Regions from separate parts of the Mus musculus genome. Here regions 1 and 3 are each linked to region 2. Evidence: chromatin contacts called from public Hi-C and HiChIP or PLAC-seq data. All regions are on one chromosome and are shown on one strand. Each heading gives the region's core, a stretch centred on a gene start, on an enhancer-like site or on the middle of the called end of the contact. The rest is flanking DNA. Distances are from core to core; before and after follow the strand shown. Region 1 overlaps Cdk5rap2 (CDK5 regulatory subunit associated protein 2). Region 2 holds the start of Cdk5rap2 (CDK5 regulatory subunit associated protein 2). Region 3 has its middle 44 kb from the start of Megf9.

What was found. Hi-C and Micro-C count contacts between places; a contact is called where the count stands out from the background. HiChIP or PLAC-seq counts read pairs in DNA pulled down with a chosen protein or histone mark.
Region 1: a Hi-C map of cerebral cortex shows a contact between it and region 2, with 2.7 times the contacts expected there. The contact joins the enhancer-like site here to the promoter of Cdk5rap2 in region 2. A contact is called at or near these places in 1 of 15 datasets of contacts at CTCF or cohesin (embryonic stem cells), 13 of 484 Hi-C or Micro-C datasets (centrocytes, cerebellum, cerebral cortex and 6 more), 4 of 115 datasets of contacts at active chromatin or transcription factors (astrocytes and embryonic stem cells) and 3 of 9 other capture datasets (adipose tissue, liver and pancreatic islet).
Region 3: an H3K4me3 HiChIP or PLAC-seq map of neural progenitor cells shows a contact between it and region 2, with 4 times the contacts expected there. The contact joins the enhancer-like site here to the promoter of Cdk5rap2 in region 2. A contact is called at or near these places in 1 of 39 promoter capture datasets (macrophages), 1 of 15 datasets of contacts at CTCF or cohesin (the NIH/3T3 cell line), 1 of 484 Hi-C or Micro-C datasets (olfactory sensory neurons), 5 of 115 datasets of contacts at active chromatin or transcription factors (bone marrow-derived macrophages, neural progenitor cells, oligodendrocyte precursor cells and 1 more) and 3 of 9 other capture datasets (adipose tissue, liver and pancreatic islet).

The regions. Positions count from the first base shown.
Region 1 is chr4:70,257,287-70,261,905 of GRCm38.p6, forward strand. It overlaps Cdk5rap2 (CDK5 regulatory subunit associated protein 2), which reads right to left. Exons shown (of 37, transcript NM_145990.4): 26 at 49-97. Among named protein-coding and RNA genes, the nearest start is that of Cdk5rap2, 150 kb to the right of the region's middle. Within about 2 kb of position 1,990, at least 41 of the 459 cell types and tissues checked have an H3K27ac peak or open chromatin away from gene starts, as enhancers often do. A contact at or near this core is called in cerebellum, cerebral cortex, cortical neurons and 1 more, where this site is marked.
Region 2 is chr4:70,408,450-70,412,767 of GRCm38.p6, forward strand. It overlaps Cdk5rap2 (CDK5 regulatory subunit associated protein 2), which reads right to left and starts at 1,986. Exons shown (of 37, transcript NM_145990.4): 1 at 1,763-1,986. The coding sequence starts at 1,818.
Region 3 is chr4:70,576,764-70,581,776 of GRCm38.p6, forward strand. No RefSeq gene overlaps it. Among named protein-coding and RNA genes, the nearest start is that of Megf9, 44 kb to the left of the region's middle. Within about 2 kb of position 3,093, at least 14 of the 459 cell types and tissues checked have an H3K27ac peak or open chromatin away from gene starts, as enhancers often do. A contact at or near this core is called in neural progenitor cells, where this site is marked.

The sequences.
Region 1 (4,619 bases), core at 740-3,239, 150 kb before region 2:
CGAGGGTGGACAGTCCTGGGGTTTTCTTAGCAGCTGCTACACACTCACCCCTTGAGCAGTTCATTCTGGGGATGTGGTTCCACTCTGGCTGATTTTCCTGGAAGCAGAGAGAACATCAGAGGATGAAAACAGTTTTCAAAACGGTTTGCTGGCACTTCCTTGTCCAGGTATTTGCAGAGCCATGGACCTGTCAGTTTCAGCTGAGTTTACTCATACTAGCTCCTCAGGAACTGGGTCCAGATAACTGGACTCAACTTAGGAAGCGGCCACAACGGTCTCTCTGAATGCTGCTCCTTCCACTCTCTAAACACGGTAACAGCAGGGCCTAGCTGCAAAGGCCTGTCATCCTAGCTATTTAGGAGACCAAGGCAGGAGGGTCCTAAATTCAAGTTGGTTCAAGCAACTTAGTAAGACTGTTTCATAATAATAATAATAATAATAATAATAAAAAGCACAAGATATGCTACTAGATCTAAGGAAACAGCTTAGTCAGTAAAGTGCCATACAAGCGTTAGGACCAGAGTTTGCTCCCTAGCACCTACTAATATATATTTGTATGTATATGTGTGTGTGTGTGTGCATATATATATATATGTATATATATATACATATATATATATATATACATATATATATATATATGCAGCAGCTTATGTCTAGAATTCCAGCCCTGGAGAGAGGGAGACAGAAGATCCCCAGGCCGTCTTCTTGGACAGGCAGTCTAGAAAAACCAGTCATCTCCAAGTTGAATGATACGGAAGATAGGGAAGACATGTAACATCAACCTCTGTCCTCTACTCCAGCAGCCCCTACCTTACACTTACACATACATACACACACACACACGCGCGCGCGCGCACACACACGCACCTGCACAAACACATGTATACACACATGAGCAGGTACATACACAGATACAAAATTTTTATAGGAGGGCTAGAGAGCGACTGTAGTGGTGCACAGGTTAGTGGTACGGTACAGCACAGGTGAAGTTCTGGGTTCCATCCCTAGTACCATAGAACATAACACAAATATCCTGTGGCACTAGAAAAATATATGCTCACCATGGGGAGTGAGCAATAGAATTATAAAGCCTCCTCTTCCCGCCCCTCCCCCGAGCTGGCACGCTCTTGAACTGCCTTCTGTTCTCTCCTCCAGGCATGTGGGCAGAGATGATGCTGACTTCATTTTTGCACAACCCATTTTAGTATATGCATTTCTCCTACTAAGTTTGCTTTAGAGACCTCCATTGTGAAGATCATGCTAACATTCTATGGCAGGAACACGTGGACTGTATCTTGCAGTTCCCTAGTGGGTATTTAGGTCATCTCCAAATTTTCATTTTAGTAAATAAATGACACAAATATATCTGTGCACACGGCTTTATCTGCATTTAAATTATTTCCCTAGGAAAGACGCTCAGAACTGGGATTAGTGGGGAAAGCAGTATTGAAAAGTGCAGTTGAGTGCAGTTGAAAAGGCCACTGTCGACAGCAGGGGAAATGACTAACAGAAACAACAAAAGAAAACAAAAATAAAGCACAGGATGCTGTTGGGAGAAAGACGCTGTGCTCTGTTCTTGCGTGTCATCGTTTGAAAGGATGCACAGGCCCAGATTTCAAAGCAACTAACAACTTTATTTTAAAAATACTTCAAAACTCTGGAAATTGCAGACCAGGATGAGCTCTTTGAAGAAACTGATGCATGGCTAAAGAAGAAGATAAAAAAGCCCTTCTTTCGTTGCCTTGAAAAAGGAGACTATAATTAGACTGTCCCCACAGTGCTCTAAACTCCCAAAGGAAAAGTCCCAAAACATCCCCGGTAAGGAAAAAGAACACCAGAGCGAGTGGGTTTGTTTCTCATCGGGATTCAGCTTACAGTTCTCACAGGGGGGCCTGCGTGGCAGGCAGGCTCCATCTCTACCCCGGCAGGTCACCACATACCTGCTACTGTACAGCACTGTTACCCTCAGAAAAAAAGACGCATGGACCCAGTGTGGAGGCAGCAGCCCTGAGCACAATGACTTTAGAATGGACTCTCCGCCTTGGGTTCACTATAATCCTACAGTACCAACACTTGCTTCCACTTTACAGCAGGAAGGGCAAGCCCGAGGCTCTGCGCTCTATTCTCACCTTACTGCAGGCTACAGCTCAGAAGCGAGCAGGGTCATGGCAGGTACAGTCAACACTCTATGCCTGGATTTTCTTGGTCATATCTTTCCCATACTAGGGAGACTCTGTGGCTTCCAGAGGTTGGCTGTCGACCAGCCTGGTAGATGCTCTCACGTCTCTAGTGCGTGTCTATGTGTGACTTCTGTACAACTCGTCAAAAGGAGGAAGTCATAGTGACTAAGCCAGATCTCAAAGCCCCAGAGTGAAGGATGGTCCCTAATGGGTCAGGCACCTATCTTCTGAAGGAACAGCCTAGTTGGCACTGGGGCTGCTCACCAGCCTTCAGCTGATGAAAAGCCTCCAACCTCAGACCTCAAGACAGGCCACCAGCCAAGCCTTGCCACCAGCTAGAAGCTACATAAGTACCGCCAAGCAAACACAAGATGGCAGCCTGCTCCATGGGGATCACTGTACACTGAGAGTCATTTCCTTCAGGCACATAGCAGATGTCTTTGGTCTGGGATAGCTGTAAGCATCCTGAGCCTCCCAATCATGAGTACATCTTAAAACCATCAAAGATCTGGACTCATGCCCACAGAAGCAAGTGTCTCAGTGCCACCAACAGAGTGAGCTCTCTCACTGTTAAATAAAAGATCTTTTGAGTAGCTTGTATTACATCCATCCATTCCTCTATCACAATAGGGTCCTTTTAAAGTGAAGTGACAAATGGCCGTCATTTGGGGATTCATGAGGGGATCGTAACCACTGATAAACTGAGTTTCTTGGTGGAAACTGCCTCCACATAGGTGGCAGGAGACCATCTGTCAGCTATGGCAGGAGCTTGGGATGCACAGCATGAAAGCACTGTTTCCAGCTCTCTGGCAAACCTAAGAACTGTGAGCTCATGCAGTGAGGGAGTATCATGTTTTAAAACAGACATCAAAAAAAAAAAAAAAAAAAAAAAAAAAACCCAGCTTTCCCTTTCTTGGGTGACAAACAAGAAGACCACAGTGAGAATGTGACTTGTGAATGGCTAACCAGACTGTCGCTTGCTGCTCTTCAGAAGCCTCTTTTGGCACACAATTTCTCACCACGACTCGACATGATCCCCGTACTCAAACCCAAGTTCCTGGTGTCTCCAACTCCAGGCCATTCTTCTTCTCTCCTTTCGACCACGGCTCCTCTCAGGAGCCTGGCACACACCGAGGATAGAAGGGTGGATGCAGAGCTGTCCGGTCTGTCCTCGGTGAGCTCACCTCCAAGGAGACAGTTACAGGGTGTGGGGATGAGGGACAGTGTGGTAGCGGTGAAGGCAAACACAGTCCAGTATCAGCCAGAGGGGAAATTAGAGGTGGGGGATGGAGGGAGCTTTGTGCCTCTCCCCTCCGCCCCAAGGTTCATTTGTTTGCTTTTAAGGCAAAAATCTTCTATGTATCCCAAGCCAGCCATACACCCACAATCTTCTTCCTCAGCCCTGCTTGGGATGATAAACCTGTGCTACCATGCCAGGCATCTGGGCTTCATCTCTGAAGCAAAAACCATTCTATACAGAGGAGGTGATTCCATGGTGACAGGAGTCAGACCCTTTGTTTAACAGCCTGGGACACTGTTATCATCCATCCCTCCTCTCCTCTCCCCTCCCCTCCCCTCCCCTCCCCTCTCCTCCTCTCCCCTCCCCTCCCCTCCCCTCCCCTCCCCTCCCTCCTTCCCTTCCTCCCTTTTGTCTGAAGTTTTCCCTCTTCTCCCAGTCCTTCCCTTCATGGATCTCCCCTCTACCCTACCTCCCAATCCTCTCTTCCTCGATTTCTCTTCAGAAAAGGGCAGACCTCTCATGGATACCAACCATGGCAATATCAAGTTACAGACAGACCAGGTACCTCTTGCAATGCTTGCTGTCACTTCCCAAATGCTGTATGTTTCCAAGGGCAACACGAGACACTTAAAATAAGCTCACTTAATCCTTACAAACAACTCTGCTAAGGTAGGTGCTGCTACTTCCATAGAAGACATATGACCTTTGAAGTCGAATGACCCATAAACCAGGGTATTAACTCCAATATCTGACTCCAAAGGCCACTCTAGCTTCCCTCTGATAGCCTATACCACAAAGTCAGACTGACATGTGTGAGTTGCAGATAACCCAGAGTGAAGTACAGGAACAAGCTCTCTCTTCTATGGGGTGAACAGAGAGAGCTTTGAGAGGAGCGATACAATTTCTATAGAGAGTGAGTACAGCCTGGGTAGAAAGGCACTGGTCTGAGCAGTCAGAGAACGGGAAACGTGACAGGAACCTTTGGTCTCCACATCCAGCCTGACTCGAATGAGACAGGGACACAGATATCGAAGTGGTCTGAACCGGCTGTGAAAGAAAACCTCCAATTCGGACTCTGCCATCTCCTGTGTGACCTCTCATGCTCCTCACATGTATAGTTCCTCCTGTGCTGAGAATACAGCAAACATACAGTGAACGCCACCTTCCACATCCCTGCACTGGTTTTTCCATCACAC
Region 2 (4,318 bases), core at 736-3,235:
TCCCACGTGTAACCGTGGGAGAGAAGCAGCCCCTCATAGAACCACCTTTCACTCAGTGCTTTGACAAATGCCACTCTGCTCTAACTATATGTCGAAATGCAGTTTGCCCAAAGTGAGAAGCAATCTGGGTGTAAAAATTCATACCAGATGCCAAAGATGAAAGGTTAAAAGATAAAAATACCTTATCAACAAGTTTTCCTATAGAGTTTGCTAGAATCACATATGGAAATATTAAACTAAATAATCTATGTGATTAATTCACCTGCTTCCAAAGGTGCTATGTCCAGGTAAGGCACCAGCTGAACAGGCGTGAGAGGCCCTGGGATCAACCTCCAGCACCAACCACAAAGAAAGGAATTTCACTTGTTTCTTTTTCTTTTCTTTTTTAAATTGTGACTACCAGAAAGCTTTTGATGATGATGTTATTTGAAAGTTACTGTTGGTTTGGTTTTTCCAGACAGGGTTTCTCTGTATAGCCTTACCTATCCAGGAACTCTCTGTAGATTAGGCTGGCCTTAAAGTCTCGGATCCACCTGAATGCTGGGATTAAAGGCATATGCTACCATGCCCAGTTCACGACTAAGTTTTTAATTAAATATACATCCTAGGTTGTATTTCTATGCTGGTCACTGTCAACCACGTTAGGACAGAGACAGGTCAGGGGAGCTAGAGAGCCCAGTACAGAGAGCCCAGACAAGGGTGGGACCGTCAGTGTGGATCTCCTAGCAGTGGAACCTGGATGTAAATAAGGGACACAGCAGAAACAGCAGGTACCCAAGCCTGAGAACAAGGAACAACTCAGTAAGATCGTTCCTGACCGAGCTTGGCAGTCAGGCACAGGGTAGAGGGCTTGGAGAAGAGACAGGGTTGGGAAGGGGTGGGGTGGGGGGTGGGGAGGCTAGAGAGGCAGATGCAGCCAATTATAGAGAAACTTGGAAGCCACAGTAGAGAACTTCATCCTGAAGATGACAAGGCACCTGGAGGGCCTAGGGCAGATTAAGAGATGAATGAGCAGGTATGAATGCAGCATCTGTCCAGTCAAGGCTGAGAGAGAAAGGAGGAGAGCATTAGCAGATCTCCTAGTTTAGTTCTCATGCCATCCGCCCGCTCTAAATGCCCCAAATAATCCAATTTCTGGTCCCAGGGGATCTGAAGAGAAGCCACAACTTGTAATAGTGGTAGTCATCATCCTTTTCACCACGGTTGAATGTCAGCCAATACAACTGCTGGGTAGCCATTGCTTCTTTTCATTCTCATCCCGTTTTTGGTGAGTGCACATCGGCGTTAGTACACTTTTCAGTGGGGAAGTCAACTTACCAAGGTCACCTACGTGGTCAGGGTATAGGCCGTTTTTTTAATTAAATTTTGTCCATCTCTAGCCAAGGCTCCACAGAACTTTGTCCCGTGACCCCATAAACAAAGTCTAAAATAACAACTACACTCCCCATAATGAATGCAAAGCCCCAAACAAGAATCAACCACCTAAGTGCTCTGATGTCCAGTTCCAGCCACCCCCTACTAATTAGACCCATCTCCTCACACTCTTTCAAAAAGCCCCCCTGCCTAGCCTACACATCGTCCTCAAAGTACTCCAGAACACACAACACACAGTCCAATGTAGTGCTGGCTGGACACCCAGGTCCCACCACACTCGGGGCGCAGCCGAGACCATCCCCAAGCAAACCGAAGGCCTCCAGGGAGTGAGTCGCCATCAACGGGAACCCCAACCCAGGTACCACGAATCCCAAAGCCAGGGCCACACCTGCAACCGCTGAGGGTCCCAGGCAGGGCGCCTTCCTCTTCCATCCCCGAGTCCATCGTGAACGCAGAGTGGTGGCGCCGGTGTCGGCGGCGGCAGCGCCACTGGTTCCCCGGCAGTCGCGGCGCGCTCGGTTCCCCAGGTCCCGCCCCCTCCAACCCAGCTCTTGTTCTCAGTCAAGCGGCGCCGCTGGAATTCAAACCGCAGCCGCCGCCATCTTTCCCGGCGCTTCTTCCTACGGAAACAAGGCGGGGTCACCCAGGCACGCGCGGTGAAGCCGCCCTGCAACGACCCGAAACCGGGCAAGAAGAGCTTTGCCTGGACGCCATCTTAACTCAGGGCAGAACCTGCGCACTCCAGCGTGCAACACTAGGAGAAAAGAAGCGGTAGCCATGTTTCGTGGGTGAGGGCATTCGGGCCGAAGCCAAGGCGAGCGCCATATTTGTTGAGGGTAAAAGTCCGCCGGGATCAGTTAATTTAAGCGGGAGGTGGAACAGCTCAGAGTATCAATCTGTTTGGTGTTCCAGACTCATGACTCCAAAATCGCTCCTTAGGCTCTTTCTACCCAAAAGGCTCTGCCTTAAGTTGAGACTCAGATAATTGAGTTCTGCTTCGATTTAGAAAAATACCACCTGTGGAGCGCTATTACAAACGGTAGTTTACAGGGTTAGTTTCAAGCGGCATGCCTATAAAGGGGTCACCCATACTTCATGTGCATTTTGTTACTATTAGGACTCATGCACCAGCAATCAGTAAACAGAGACTCAGAGAGAAGAAATTACTTGCCCAAAGTAATAAACAAGTTTACTATCCACTAAAACCAGATCCTTAGCTCCTCGTATCAACATCTCAGCACTCTGGAACCATGTTTTAACCTTCTTGGCCAGTGAATGTATTCTAAGAAGAGACATTTCTCCCCTCCCAAACAAAGGTCCAGATTAAATTGGAATTTCAGCTTTTCCTGCCTTGAAACTCCTCCCACTCTCAGGAGTTTTTGTCACTTTTCTTTAATAAATCTACCCAGGAATAAGGAAGGGGAGGGGAGGGTTGGGGAAGACTGGAGAGGAGAAGGCTTGGATGTGGAACAGTGGTCCCTGGCAGTAAACCTGTTCTGTCACATCCCTTTGACTGGACAATCTGCAAGTTATTTTTTGTAAGAATAACCTGAGATAACTTTAGGAATTCTTTCAATAATAATTCTCATGTCCCTACAACCCTAAACACTCTTTCTTTGCAAACTGGCAATAAACAGAGATATGATTTGAGCCCAGGTCCTTCTAAACCCCAACGCCCTAAATGGTGCACACAGGCTATATTCCACAAGTATTCTGTTCTTTTTCCAACTTAGAACTTAAAGTTCAGACATGCGATCTATAATTGCTTGGGAGGAGGACCACTGAATAACCCCCATCCATACTCATACACACAACCCTAATTAAACTCAGTGAGGAGGAAAAGAACATGAAAGTAGGAGAGGGGGGAGGGAGAGGGAAAGTGGGGAGGTGGAGGGAGAGGGAGAGCAGGCAGTGGGAAAGAACAAAGGAGTCAGCATGCATGGATGGGGACAAGAGTGTATAATGGGAGGTGATGACTATGACCATAACACATTGTATACATGTATGAAATGTGAAACAAAAACAGAAATCAAAAAAGACAGAAAGTCTAGCACAGTACTTAAATGCAATAATCACCAGACTCCATTCTCAAAGCAAATATCTCAAGGTAGCTGACTGATAGGATTGCAGGGCAAACAGTGTGTCTAACTACAACTTGGGACCGACTCTGCTTTTCAGACTTTGGCTTTCCCCTACACAAAATGAAGTAGAGAACTAAAAAGAACCTTTAGAGAGTTAACCCCCCCCCCCCTTGCCCTATTCAGTAAGGCCATGTTTGTGGATTATGAGCTTAACCCCTGGTGAACCTGAAACTGAAAATAGAATCAACTACCCAAAGGAAAAAATATAAGGGAAGTTGCTTTTCCTGCTACTGTAGCATATTCATGACTAGAGACAGAGAGGCCATTGCCCTGTTTTTCTCACTGTGGTATTTTTTTTCTGCCAAGCCTAGAAGTGACATCACTCCCGTCAGCTGTTTGGGCTATCTGGAGCCATCTCCTTGACAACAGCCATCCAGCCACAAAGACAGCATTATTACTTCCTTGGAAGAGGGCATTCTGCATGACTGGAAGTGGTTTGCATCCAGATGCTTTTGATTTGGCAGGAATCCCCTGAAGTTGTAGCAGCTCAAAGCAGTAAAGTTACGGTTACCAACAGCAAGAATCACTTTGTACAGGATAAAGCACTCACACTGCTCTTTGTACTGGTCTATCATATATTTCCTGACACTAGTAAGTAGTAAGTTAGGATGATTGCCCCACCCTAACCCCACACCATGGAGATGAGCAACTCTATAATTTGGATCCAAGTTTCCAGATATCAAAGATTGGTCACAAGCCTGTGACACTATTACAAAACTATGGAGCATGAGAACTTGTTCAGAGGTTTGGGACCCCAATATTTCATATGCCCTTGATGGAAGAATAATGCTCCTGCATCAGTT
Region 3 (5,013 bases), core at 1,843-4,342, 170 kb after region 2:
TGTGTTGAAATCCCTTGACTGAGGGATTGGGCCCCCACCAGCCAGTCTGTGCTGGCTAATCTTGTGTCAGGTTGACACAAGATGAGTTATCTGAAAGGAGGGAACCTCAACTGAGAAATTGCCCCACATAAGATCTGATTGTAAGGCATTTTTCTTAAATGTTTTGTTAAGTTAAATGCCTTAAATTTAAATGCCTTAAATGTTTTGTTTTGTTTTGTTTTGTTTTTTTTAATAAGAAAGCAGGCTGACCAAGCCATATAGAACAAGGCAGCAAGCAACATTCCTCTATGGTTTTCAGGTCTCTAGCCTGCTTGAGTTGTGGTCCTGACTTTTTTGATGATGAACCGCATTATGGAAGTATAAACCACATGAACCCTTTCTTCCCCAGCTTGCTTTTTGGTCATGTAATTTCATCACACCCTAAGACACAGTCCAAGGTAACAACTTTGGCCTCAGCATACCTGAATTCATCTTGAGCAAAAAACGCTCCCCATACAGTATGATTTCAGGTCTCTTGGATTGAGCAGAGGCAGGAGGCTCTTGGCCTGCCAACCCCAGAGTAGATGATGCAGTTTCTGCAGTTGCAGGGGTAGCAACAGTCTGGAATGGGGCCCTCCCTGAAGTGGTGGTTGAAGCTGCTGGCCACAAGTACTTCTGCATTGCCAGCACCTGTGACAAGCTGACCTATAAGTTCTTGCTTCCTTGAGTCAGACTGGCCAGTGAAGCATCTGGAGCACATTTCCTCTCATTGTGTTGTTATGCCAGGGGACCTTGTCTGCATCCAGTTAATCATCACAGAATCCCTGCTGTGTCGCTCATCTGGTCAATGGAATCTGAAGATCCTAATTTGGCTATTGTATTGGGATTGCTCTGTTGGGTCATCATCTGAAAGCAGGCTGGCTGGGGTGATGGTAAAGTTTTGAAAAATTGGATATGTGGCTGGTCTAAGAGAAGTGCCTGATAATGCATTATATGGGCATTGTATCCCCTCACCAAAGTGCGGAATGGTTAGGGTCAGTAAGGTTTGTTTGTTGTTTGTTTTTAAATTAATGTGAATGTAGTGGCAACTGCCCACAAATAAACTGGTCAACTAGCAGAAATAGGCTCAAATCTTCTGTACAAATAAGCCACTGGATTCTTCCAAGGTCTAAGTACCTGAGCAAGGACCCCTCTGCAGTCACTTCCATACATAGGACAGGATGTCCGTCTTTCCTCTGCTGTTTCTAGTGTCTCTGGCTTCCCCAACTGGGATCTCTTTTGTCTTTTGTTTTGTTTTCATTCTACAGAGTCATGGTTATTGTAAACCTTTTAAGCAATCACCAGATGGAACCGATTTATATTCTCAAACCCTTCTAAATTGTTTTCTTTTGCTTTTCTAATATGTGGGGCTGACTGCTTAACGAAAGCAATGTTTTCTAAAACCTATATTTATTCCTTCTAAAAATGGATCTGGCAAAAATTTTCCAAAGCATCCTTACCTTGGTCAGTGTTGGGGTTCCAGTCAGTTCAGGCAGAAGAGAAGATCCATTCTATCTGAGCTGCCCTGTCCGGCAACAATACCTTGGCTCAGCTCAGGGGCAGCTTGTCTACTCTTTGTGGAGAATGATAGGTTCTGAGTTTTCTAATTATATAAATCATTGGTTGAAAAGAAAGGTTGAAAAGAAACCATGAAAGGGGAAGATGAGAAACTTCCTCTTCTCCCCTGGGTTCCAGCCAGAGGAACTACTTTCCCCTTCCCCTGGCACAGCCAGCTGCTTAGAGTCCGAGCTTCCAGACAGTGCTTTGGGCTTAGGAGGGTGTGGCTGAGAGAACAGGTGGGTGGTTTGTGTTTCTCTGGGTGACCTGGCTGAGCCACAGGCAATTAGGGTTTCCGAAAGGAGGGGCATAGGTCTTCAGCCAAGTGGTCTCTCTCACCAAAGAAAGCCACTGATCAATACAGCAAAACTTGTCAATATGGCTGGGGTCTTGCAGTCATTGAAATCTAGATGGCCTGAATTGTCACTGGGCTACCTGACTCCAAAAGAAGACCAATCAATTTTATATGTTTGGCATTTTTTTTATGAAAGAAACAAAGGTCATATCTGTCCTTCAAAACCTTCCCTTGGAGTGCTGTGGTCCCCTCTGGCTGTCACTGCTTGGGAAACAAGTCTGACATGACCATTGCAATAGTAGTAGCAACAGCCATAATCACTGCCAGAAAAGTGGGGGAACACAGCGCAGGTGAGCTGCTTAGCATGACTCTTGAGTCGGCAGAAAATTGTGTGCTGTGCTTGGGGCAGTAGAGTCCAAGTTTCTAGGGCAGCTCACTACCACTTCCAATTTAGTTCAGTTTATCTAACCAACAAAACTGACAGAAACATGAAGAAATACATATTAAGGACAACCAGTAGTGGCCACCATACAGTGGTGGAAAAGGCCAGTGGAATTTGATGACTTTCCACATGGATCCTGGACATTGGATCAGCAGTTGTGTCTGGCTAATTCTTTGTATTAAACAGAAGGCACCACAACCAGACTTACCTCTGATGGTGATAGATGAGGTGACATTCAATTTTTTTCCTTTTGGGGATGGGAGTAATGAATTTTGTCAAGCTATAGGCAGGGATTGATTAAATGGAGGCCCAGGGCCCTGTAACATCTCAGGTTGTACACCCCTTAGGAGTCTCAAGCAACACAGTCTTTCCCTCACATAAGGGCTTCAAGACCACTGGTATCTTGAAGTCTGGTCTGTGGGGATCTTGCTGGAGTCTCCAGAAATGTGAGGTATCCACCAGCGACGATCATTTGTACACAGGTTCAAGTCAATGAAGTCTTGGTCAACTGGCCAGTGACTACTCTGGGTGTTTGGGGACCGGAGTGTTGTCCTAAGCCTTTCTTAGCATGAGCTTTTAAACAGAAAACTCCCTGACCCAGTTTGTAGCTGGCAGACATGAAACCAAGTGCTGTTCCTGACTACCTCAAAATTCACACTAGGGTGCGGGACAGGGTCCTGCTAGGTGCTAATGTTGGGAGGAAAAATATCCCCTATGCCCAGTGTCATCAGGTTAAGAGACTCAAGAACTCCTTCCTCTGAAAGCAAGTCTCTGCCATCTTGTGGCAAGGATCCATATCACAGGCACCGTTGGAGCAGAGATGGGCAAAGAGAACTGTTCTGAGATGGTCACGGGCAAGGCAAGGAGAAGGGTGCTGTCATTTGTGAAGATGTAGTTGCACTTCTGCTGGGGTCTGTGAAATAATATCATGGGATTCTAGTAAAAAAAATTCTAGTTGAAAGAATGAAATGATCCATAAAGCAGGAAAAGGTGCAAGAGGAAGGGATGGTGAGCAATGGAAGATTTCAAGAGCGTTTGTTTTCTGTAATTTAGAATTAGGGATCTGGAGAGATGGATCACCAGTTTATGAGCACTTGTTGCTCATGTGAGCATCTGCGTTCAGTTTTCAGCAACCATATGATAACACACAGCAACCTGTAACCCCAGTTCCAGAGGACCCAAGAAAAAAATTTAAATTAGAATTTAGGATTAGACACAAAAATAAAACAAACCATGCATTATATGTAACACTGTCGACCTGAAGCCACTTCTCCACAGGGAGGTAGAATGTATATCTTATGTATATTCAGTGTATACTTTATTCCAGATCCACTGGGGATATTGCCTTGGAAGGACAGAGTTCTGTGTGCACGTGGTAGTGTTGAGAACAAAGTCACATAGCATTTGCCATACACTTGCACCAAGTGTGCACATACACACCAACAAACACCCTTCCATCCAATCCCTATTCCCCCCCAGAAATAATAACATTAAAATTAAAAAGTAAAAATATATCCAGTCTTTCTGTTAGATATTCTAGGTTATACTTTTGCTTTATTTTCACCTTATAGCTCATATATAATAATTAAAGCTCAACCAGCTTGACCCTTTTCCTTAACATTGAAAATGGATTTTCCTTTCTTTTCTTTGTCACTGTTCAATAAGATTTATTTTAGGTCACTCTACAACATGAACTTTACAACTTCTTTCATATTTGCTTTGATACAAATGTATGTAGAGCTGAGATCTGACTAGGTATATTTGCTTTACAATGATATGGAGTTATAATCGGAATACTAAATGAAGTATTTTTTTAATATGGAAGACAGGATTGATTAAAGAGTAAAATGGAACACTCTCAAGGGGTGACAGTGGACAACGGCCAAAGAGATCATTGTACCAACCTACTTTTCTTTCTTTTTATTGAAATTAGATTCTTTTCTCACGGGATATTTTCTGATTATGGTTTTTACCACCTCTATTCCTCCTAGTTCTTTCCCACTTTTCCTTCCATCCAGATCCACTTCTTCTCAGTCTCTCATTAGAAAATAATAGGCTTCTAAGAGATAATCTTAAAATATAACAAAATAAAACATGACAAATAAAAGACCCCAACACCTCAAAGTTGAACCAGATAAACCAATAAAAAGAAATGAGTCAAAGAGAAGGCACAAGAATCAGAGTCCCTCTCAATTGTCCCCTTAGGTACCCATGAAGACACTAAACTGGAAGCCATAAAATAAATGTGAAAAAATGGGGCAGACCTGTGTAGACCCTGTGCATGCTTTCTCAGTCTCTGTGAGTTCATAAGAGCTTTGCCTCATGTTGATTTAGAGTTCTTTGTTTTCTTGGTGTCCTTTACCCACCCTGGCTCTGACACACTTTCTGCACCCTCATCCTGGAATGCCTGAGCTCTGAGGGGAGGAATTTAATGGAGATCTCCAATTTACAGATGTGTATTACAAGGTCTCTCACTAACTATGTAATCTCTGATTGTGCATCTCTGTATTTGTTCCCATCTGCTGCAGGAGGAAGCTTCTCTTATGATGACTATCCAAGATCTATGAATATCATTACCTTTATATTTTATAATTATCTTTTCTTTTTTAGGCCAGTGGTTTTACCCTAGATCCCTGGCCTCTCTGGAGTTTGGCCCTTGGTCACCTGAGATATGGATTCCATCTCATGCAGTAGGCTTTAA